Linked DNA regions of Triticum aestivum: region 1 is linked to region 2. The links are chromatin contacts, called in public Hi-C maps. All regions are on one chromosome and are shown on one strand. The core of a region is the stretch at or near the end of the contact, and the rest is flanking DNA. Distances in the headings are between cores, read along the strand shown.

Region 1 (3,514 bases), core at 800-3,299, 290 kb after region 2:
AGCAGTTTCGTGGTGGAATCAGTGCAGAACTCGGATTATACGGGATTAAATATAGCCACGATTTTGGAGTGCAGAGAACTTGCTCTTGATTTGGCCAATACAGTATACTCTCATTGTCTCGTGAAGCTAATGAGGCTGCTCATATCTTAGCTAGCAACTCTTTTAGCAATAGATCTTCCTCTTTTGGGGAATCTAATATTCCGGACTTTATTTCTCATGCTATTGTAAACAACCTGCCTTTGATTTAAGGAATAAAGTCTTGATGTTTCAAAAAAAAACTGGAGAGGTGACGTGGCAAGTGGAAAAGGGAACCAGCAAGCAGCCTAACCTCATCAATGGACGGTCCAATCGGAGAAGCCTCCAACCCATGGCTGGTACACGCCACCCGTGTCCTCTCTTAGCACCATTCGATCCGCAAGCAAAATATGCCACCTCGTACCATTTATCCGTCCACGATAAGAGCTAGTTACATGTATGGTGCTGGCGGGTGAGAAGTTCATCGCACGGTCGTCAGCCATCACCATCACATGATTAATTAAAACTAAGTAGAGTAGATACATGTATCCGTCCACAATCATTCCCACTTGTTGCTAAAAGGCAACGTCTTGCTCTCGTTTCATTTAGCATGCGCAGACCAGTGCAGCAGCCAGGCACGCTAAACACATTGGTATTACTCCCTCCGTCCCATAATATAAGAAGCGTTTTTTACACTACATCACATCACATCGCTTGATGACCGGACGATTGGTTTATGAATCACGATGGCCACCACCATCTCTTGGTCTCCAGGGATTTCCTGACCTGCTGGCCGAGGGTGGCAAAGTTTTCCGCCTCGCTCTCAAACTCTGCAGATTCTTCGACCATTTTCTGGCATCCAAGAAACAGGATGTCAGTGTCGTCAAGATTTACCGTACTCTCTTGGCGTCGATTGAACAATAGAAGGAACCAAATCGTTTTACCGCGAGTTTCTCCTGCCGCTCCATGAGCTTATCCTTCGCGTGCGCCGCTGCCGCGGCAGCATCCTGGAGCGCAATTTACAGCTACTAGCTAAATCAGCAAGAGACAAGCAATATAGGAGTAAATGCAAAATTCAAAGGTGGAGAAATATAATACCCCGTTGAATTTATATTTTGTGAGGATCTCTTGGGTGCTTCTCATTCTGGGTTGCTCGACCTCCGGCTCTGGTAGCAGATAGTAGTTCACATTGTTGTCAGAAAAAAAAGGGGGGGTATTTGTGTGTTCGTATCCTTGGAATTGGATGCAGGAGACCCCCTTAACCTTACCTGCTTTGTTATTCCAATTAAAAATGGACCAAGGGGACGACGGCTCGTTCTTCGGATCATCAGTGCTTGCCATCGGCTTCTCGCTTAGGTTTCGTGTGGTGAAACTTTATTTCAATTGCACTTTTTTCCTTTGAATCCTTCTTGATGTGATCGATGCTACCAAGAACTAACAGCTATTAGATCATCCTGCGTTGGAAACTTCATGTTAAGCCAGTACAACAGACAACAGAGAGGAGATCAAATAAATTTCAACATGCCACGCCGCCTTATCTGGTAGCCGGAATCCAGCGGAACAGGCGGAGACATTTAGAGCCAATTCACCTGCGACAGAGGATGCTTGACGGACGGACGGAGCCTTTGTTCTACGCTACGAAATCCAAGGTGAATTCGAGACCCCAACGTGGATAGCAGCCAGCAAAGAGAGCAAAACAGAGACGGTCTTTTTCTTTCTGGCCACCAACGTTTGGTTGGCCACCTTGAACTGTGGCGTGCCACCAATATCTTGGGAGCGCTTATTTTTGGGCAGCATACGCCTGTCATTTTTTTTCTTCCTTTTTCGAACCATATATGTTCTGGCTATAGGCATCTGGGAGTTCGGGACGATCTAGCTGAAACTACCCACGGAAGCCACAGAAGAAATTGCCTTGACAACATAGGAATAGATAGAACACATGTGCTAATTGGAAAAGAAAAAAGAAAAACATGTGCAGGCAAAACGGCCTCAAGAGAATCGATCTTGATCCAAGGAAACAACATGTGCACGGGGCCTTCTGAAAGACCACGACCCAGGCGGAGGTGTTCAGGACCCACGCATGCAGTTGCCACCAACGAGCCGGACAACTTACCGCTGTCTGTCCTGGGTTAAGCTGGCATTATACAAGAGCCAACTTCTCACTCTGGAGTATGCCTGTCGAATTCAGTAATTTTAAATTCTGTGCAAACAATTTCACAAGTTTAAGATACAGAAACTGTGCAGCAGAATCCAATCCAGTGTTACAATTTAACCTTAGTTTACAGTACTACAAGACGGTGTGCCTCCGACTGCACAATCCACTATATTTACCAGGAAACCAGACAATCTAACCAGGTGTTTACAAAATTTACTTCAGATTTACCGGACCAGCAAGCTGACCTCTCCCTTGGTTAATCTATCTACGCTGACAGTGGACAGGTAGCTTGCTGTCAACACTTCATATCCATTCAGATTCCAACAACAAAGCTCTGAGAACCGGACAAGAGAAAAGGGGCCGCCAACTAGATCAGACCGCATAATCGGGGTCTAGAGCAGAGCTGCTTCCCATTCGCTTTCACCAAGGCTACCACTCCGGCTGTCAAGCCAGCGAAGATGATGGATGAGATGAGGTGTTGTGCGCTCCGTCCAACTGCAGATGGGAAGACGAGATCAGTAATACACGGTGCTAAACGGGAACCTACTGAGCGAAGATGAGTACAAGGCAGACCTTGACTAAGAGTGAAAGTTGTGACAGTGATCCCACCAACTATGATTGCCGACGCCACAGGAAGATACTTTTTCCCAGCAAATGCAAAACTTATGTCAGATTCGATTGCATGGTTAATGCTGACTATAGTGGTTGGTTGAAGAATAGGAAGAGTTGCGAAAGCCATCTATAAATGAGAGGAACCACACTAAGGCAGAGAAGATGGACAAGGCTGCTTACTGGTGCAGATTCAAATCCAATGATTTGAAAAGGAGAAGAACTGCTTTTGCTGACCGTGTAGTAACCACTGATAAGATCTAGAGCATCCTAGAGTTGAAATTTTGGTTTCAGAAGAACCATACAATTAGCACAACTTTGTAAAATATAAACTCCAGTACTAAGAACAGGTGTTACAAGTGATAATCTAGCATGAAGCGTGGGGGCAAGTTATAATCTAGCAACGAACAAACTGTATCAAAAGCTAACTGAAAGAAACATACCTAAAAACAATTATTTTCTGATAAAAGTAGGACATCTATTAATGATAGCAAATATTAGGTGGGAATGCAAGATAGTTCGTGTGGAACATCACAAACGACCATACGTTGACAACTTACTTGTCGCACTCCATCATGAAAATTGTTCAAATAATACCGGGAAAGAGCGCTCATGCCATCTTTAATCAATCCAGGCAATGTCTGCCTTCCATACCTGTGTTATTTGAGTTGTCAAGAACTGGACGATATGCACATAACAAGGTTGATTCAGGAAGATTGATGTAGCAAGATATGC
Region 2 (3,917 bases), core at 393-2,892:
GCATTGATTCATTGCAAATCTGATTCAACCATGATATTACCTTTCCACGATACCAGGGAACCTTGTCTTCGTGACCATGATGATGCAAGTATGTGACAAAATCCAGCCACATAACAAATATCTGCACATGGGTTCACCAAAATTAATCACATGAATTGGCTTATCCAAATTCTAAGCTTGCCAAAATTGGGCGTCTGATGAAAGGCATGAAGCTCTTACCACATATGGGACTGCATAGAGCTTTAGCATTTTAAGAGGCCCCATCACAAAGGTCAGACCTGCAAGAACCCCAATCATTGCTAGCCAGGACGCAGTGGATGTTAGCACATCCTTTTTCTCATTAGGTTGGAACAAATCGCTGTTCGGGTTGAAGTGTGAGCCTTCCTTGCCAGGGCTCCTCGCAAACTGCACAGAACAAGAATTTACCATGTTAGAAAACAAGACCAACCAATTCACACGTCGTGGTAAAATCAAGCAGCTTTGTGCCTCACCAAGTATAAGGGGAATGCAAGCATGGGAAATGGCATGCTGAACCGCAACTTCTTTGTCATATTGTCCAGGCTATTGTACAGCCTCTGGGGTAGCTGCGAATTATCACAATTCAAGGAATCATCAAGCACAATTCACCAAAACGCCGCCTCTCTGAAGAATTATGCATGCATGAATCCACCGAGAAGCAAAGAGCCAAACACCTACCGGGTGCCAGGATTCGTCCTTCTCCACATGGCCGTGGTTCTGGTGGTGCGTCCTGTGGCTGATCCTCCTGCAATTACATTCACACAAGACGCCGCCTTTCTTAGCATCAATAACAATTCCACAACAAAGAAGAAAATACAGCATGCACTCATCGTACCAGCCGTTGTATGGAACGAGAATTGAGGAATGGAGTATGTGGCCAACCACGCTGTTCAGCTTTGGGTTGCTTGAGAAGCTCCCATGCCCACTGCAAACACCAAACAGTCGTTACAGGACAAGAGACAAACATAGTGCTTTCAGGCTAAAACCGGCATGGAGGTCCGATCTTTGGGTCTGGGGTACGAGGTAGGACGGCCCGTACCAGTCGTGTCCCAGGACGAAGAGCGCCCAGAACATGGTGCCCTGCGCGGCCCAGTAGAGCGGCCAGACGAGCCAGCTGTCGACCCGCGCGGCGGCGGCGGCGAGGCCGAGCACGACCAGGACGTCGCGCAGCACGTAGCTCATGGACCGCCACGGGTCCTTGACCCAGCAGTGCTTCGGGATGGCCGCGCGGATCTCCGCCAGGCCGAACGGCGGCGGCGCCCCCGGGTTGAACCCGGCCGAGGAGCTCCCGGCCTCCTCCGCTCCCCCGAGGCTCCTTTTATCCTCCTCGAAGACGGAGGCGAGGCGGGTGGGCGCGGCGACGCGGAGCGCCCAGTCGCGGTGGATGGCGGCAGCCGCGGGGCGACGCGGCCCCGCGGCGAGGTGGGGAGGCGACGGCAGCGCAATGGCGCCGCCGCGGCTGCGCGCGCGGAGCGGCGTGAGGCCGCGGCAGTCGGAGAGGGCGAGCCGGGCCATTGGGCGACGGCACCGCAGCGATGGACGGCTGCTAGCTAGTCCAGTCGTGTACCACCACGGTTGCGAGGGTCGAAGGGACTCGGGCTAGCGGTGGTCGGGATCGGCAAACGCGAGGTTTCTATATACGCGCGAGAGGGAGGGAGATCGCTGGCCCCGTGTTGCGCGTGCGAGCGAGCGCGCGCTGAGGAACGGGGAAGGGGATGGTGCGCGTCGGCATCGCGATGGACTATGGAGTTGGCCGCGGTGCGGTGGACTCGGACCGGGATGGCGGTCGGACCCGGGTCCAGCCACGGGAGCTGGCACGTGTGAACTGCCGCGGGTGGACTCTGACGCCGCTAACTTGTTTTTCGACGCTTTAAAAAAAACTTGTTTTTTCTTTGACTTGTTACTTTCTTTTTCTTTTTGCGAACCAGTGCTCTTTTTTTTTCTTGTTATATGTATGTACTTCCTCCTCCCGGTATGGGAGACTCGCTTATTTAAAATTATTATTTTTCCCACAGGAGATCCACTACACGCTTTTGGACATATGTGGCAATCCATGCCTGACCAGCCGCCGCACAACGCAGCCGGTGATGTGCTGCATTGCGGCCACCAAAATCGACAGTTCATCTCTTTCGTCCTACGTCTCGTGTCGCCCTCCCCGCGGACGGCCCGGGCGAAACCCTAGCCGCCACTCCAGCCCCCCTCCCAGATCTCCCCCTCCCCTCGCCGCCGCCGGCAAGCGCCGCCGGGCAAAGCCCGCGTGGCGTCGGCGGCGGCGGGGCCTCCCATTTTTTCCCTCTCACGAGGCCTGGGCAGCGCGGGGTCGCTCGGCCAAGGAGAGGAGCGGGGACGCGGCGGGCGCGATGCGCGCGGCGAGCAGGCGCCGACGGGCGTGGTGCGCGCGGCGAGAAGGCGCGGCGAGCGCGATGGGCGCGGCGCGGGGTGTGCTGCGCGCGGCGAGAAGGCGCGGCGAGCAGGGGCCGGACCCGATTAGGGTTTCGGCGGGCCCTGGGCTTCGCTGCTGAGCAGGGATGCACGACGGCGCGTGTGCGTGCACGGCGCGAACCAGCTGTGTGCGTCGCGGTGGCGTGCGGGGGTTTCCCTTGTGCCGATCTGCCGGGGCGGATGCCCGGCGGCCTCGCGCATGTGCCATGGCGGGCGCTCACGAGAGTGTGGAGGGGGCGCTGCTGCGTGTTCTTGGATCGCAGGGGCGAGGAGTTGCGCTGTGCTTGTGCGTCGTGGAGGTGTGGATGCTGGTGGGCTTCTCCCTTCAATCGTGTGCACGTCCAGCTCCTAGAGCAAGGGTGTCGTCCATCCTGTTGGTGCTTGGGGAGGGTCGGGCTCACCAATTCCAGCGCGGAGGTCCGGTCCTAGCGCGCGGCGGCGCGAGCCTGTTAACTTTGGCTTGGTTTTTTTGCTCTGTTCCGGCGCGCTGCGGTGCGGGCCGGTCAGTTTAGGTTCTTCTCTGGTCTTTCTTGAGCGCTGCGGTGCGAATTCTCGCCTAGATCCGCGCACGGAGTCAGAGGATGGCCGAAGCCGACTTGGTTCGCCCAGGTCCTGCGAGCGGTGGGACAGACCGGTCAGGTTGGCATGTGCTCGCTTAGTTTCTGCGTGCGGCGGCGACATTCCTGTGTCTGGTAGTGTGTGCCTGACTTCATCCGGCCCGATGGCGATGGGTAGGTCTCGGATCCTGGATGGGTGGCGGAAGACTTGGCTCCGGATGAAAATCCTGCATTGACCTCGTCGGTGCCGACGGTAACGGCATCTATGGATGTCGTCTTCTTCCTTGGAGGTACCGTCGTGGAGCTCATTGCTCTTCCTACCTTATGGCTGAGGTCTCGGGTGAAAACCTAAGATCTGGCGGAGCCAGATTGGATGATGGTGGTGTTAGCAATACCACTTCCTCCTTGGAGGCGTCATCTTGGTGACCTCGACGATGGATTCCGATGATGTGCACGGTTGTCGACTGAGCTTGGGTTTGTGTTGGTGCCGGCGGGTTTCTTTTTCTTTCTTTTCTTTTCGCACTAGCCTTTTTGCTGTGCTTTCCTCCTTTGGAGGGCTCTTGTTACTCATTTTCTGATCAATGAATTTGGCAGTTCTCCTGCCAACGTTCAAAAAAAAAAATCGACAGTTCACGTGAATCTAGGATTTAAGAGATTAGAGGCCATCATGGCCACTAAAAAATATACACGAGGCATATATTTCGAGTTACGATTTCAATCCTTTGATCATGGTGCTTCATTATATTTAGTGGTGGTACTTTCTAACACTATAAGTGGAGTACCGGTATACATCTGTGTTCATAAAGGTGAGTGTATGAGCGTCTGCATCTGTATGGTGTTAAAAGAAACTGAAGTACCAGTCAATATTAACCATTCGATTAGGAGGAATGAGTGGCCTAT

Evidence for each region. Hi-C and Micro-C count contacts between places; a contact is called where the count stands out from the background.
Region 1: a Hi-C map of leaf shows a contact between it and region 2, with 6 times the contacts expected there. The contact joins the promoter of LOC123085573 here to the promoter of LOC123085571 in region 2. A contact is called at or near these places in 1 of 5 Hi-C or Micro-C datasets (leaf) and 1 of 1 datasets of contacts at active chromatin or transcription factors (leaf).

The regions. Positions count from the first base shown.
Region 1 is chr4A:132,804,419-132,807,932 of IWGSC CS RefSeq v2.1, forward strand. It overlaps LOC123085573, which reads right to left and starts at 2,050. Exons shown (of 5, transcript XM_044507238.1): 1 at 1,605-2,050; 2 at 1,284-1,469; 3 at 1,114-1,181; 4 at 960-1,022; 5 at 452-867. The coding sequence starts at 1,356. The coding sequence ends at 757. It overlaps LOC123085572 (phosphoinositide phosphatase SAC8), which reads right to left. Exons shown (of 20, transcript XM_044507235.1): 17 at 3,340-3,433; 18 at 2,963-3,049; 19 at 2,744-2,810; 20 at 2,188-2,665. The coding sequence ends at 2,538.
Region 2 is chr4A:132,516,985-132,520,901 of IWGSC CS RefSeq v2.1, forward strand. It overlaps LOC123085571 (omega-3 fatty acid desaturase, chloroplastic), which reads right to left and starts at 1,643. Exons shown (of 8, transcript XM_044507234.1): 1 at 1,058-1,643; 2 at 854-943; 3 at 697-763; 4 at 492-584; 5 at 220-405; 6 at 41-121. The coding sequence starts at 1,533.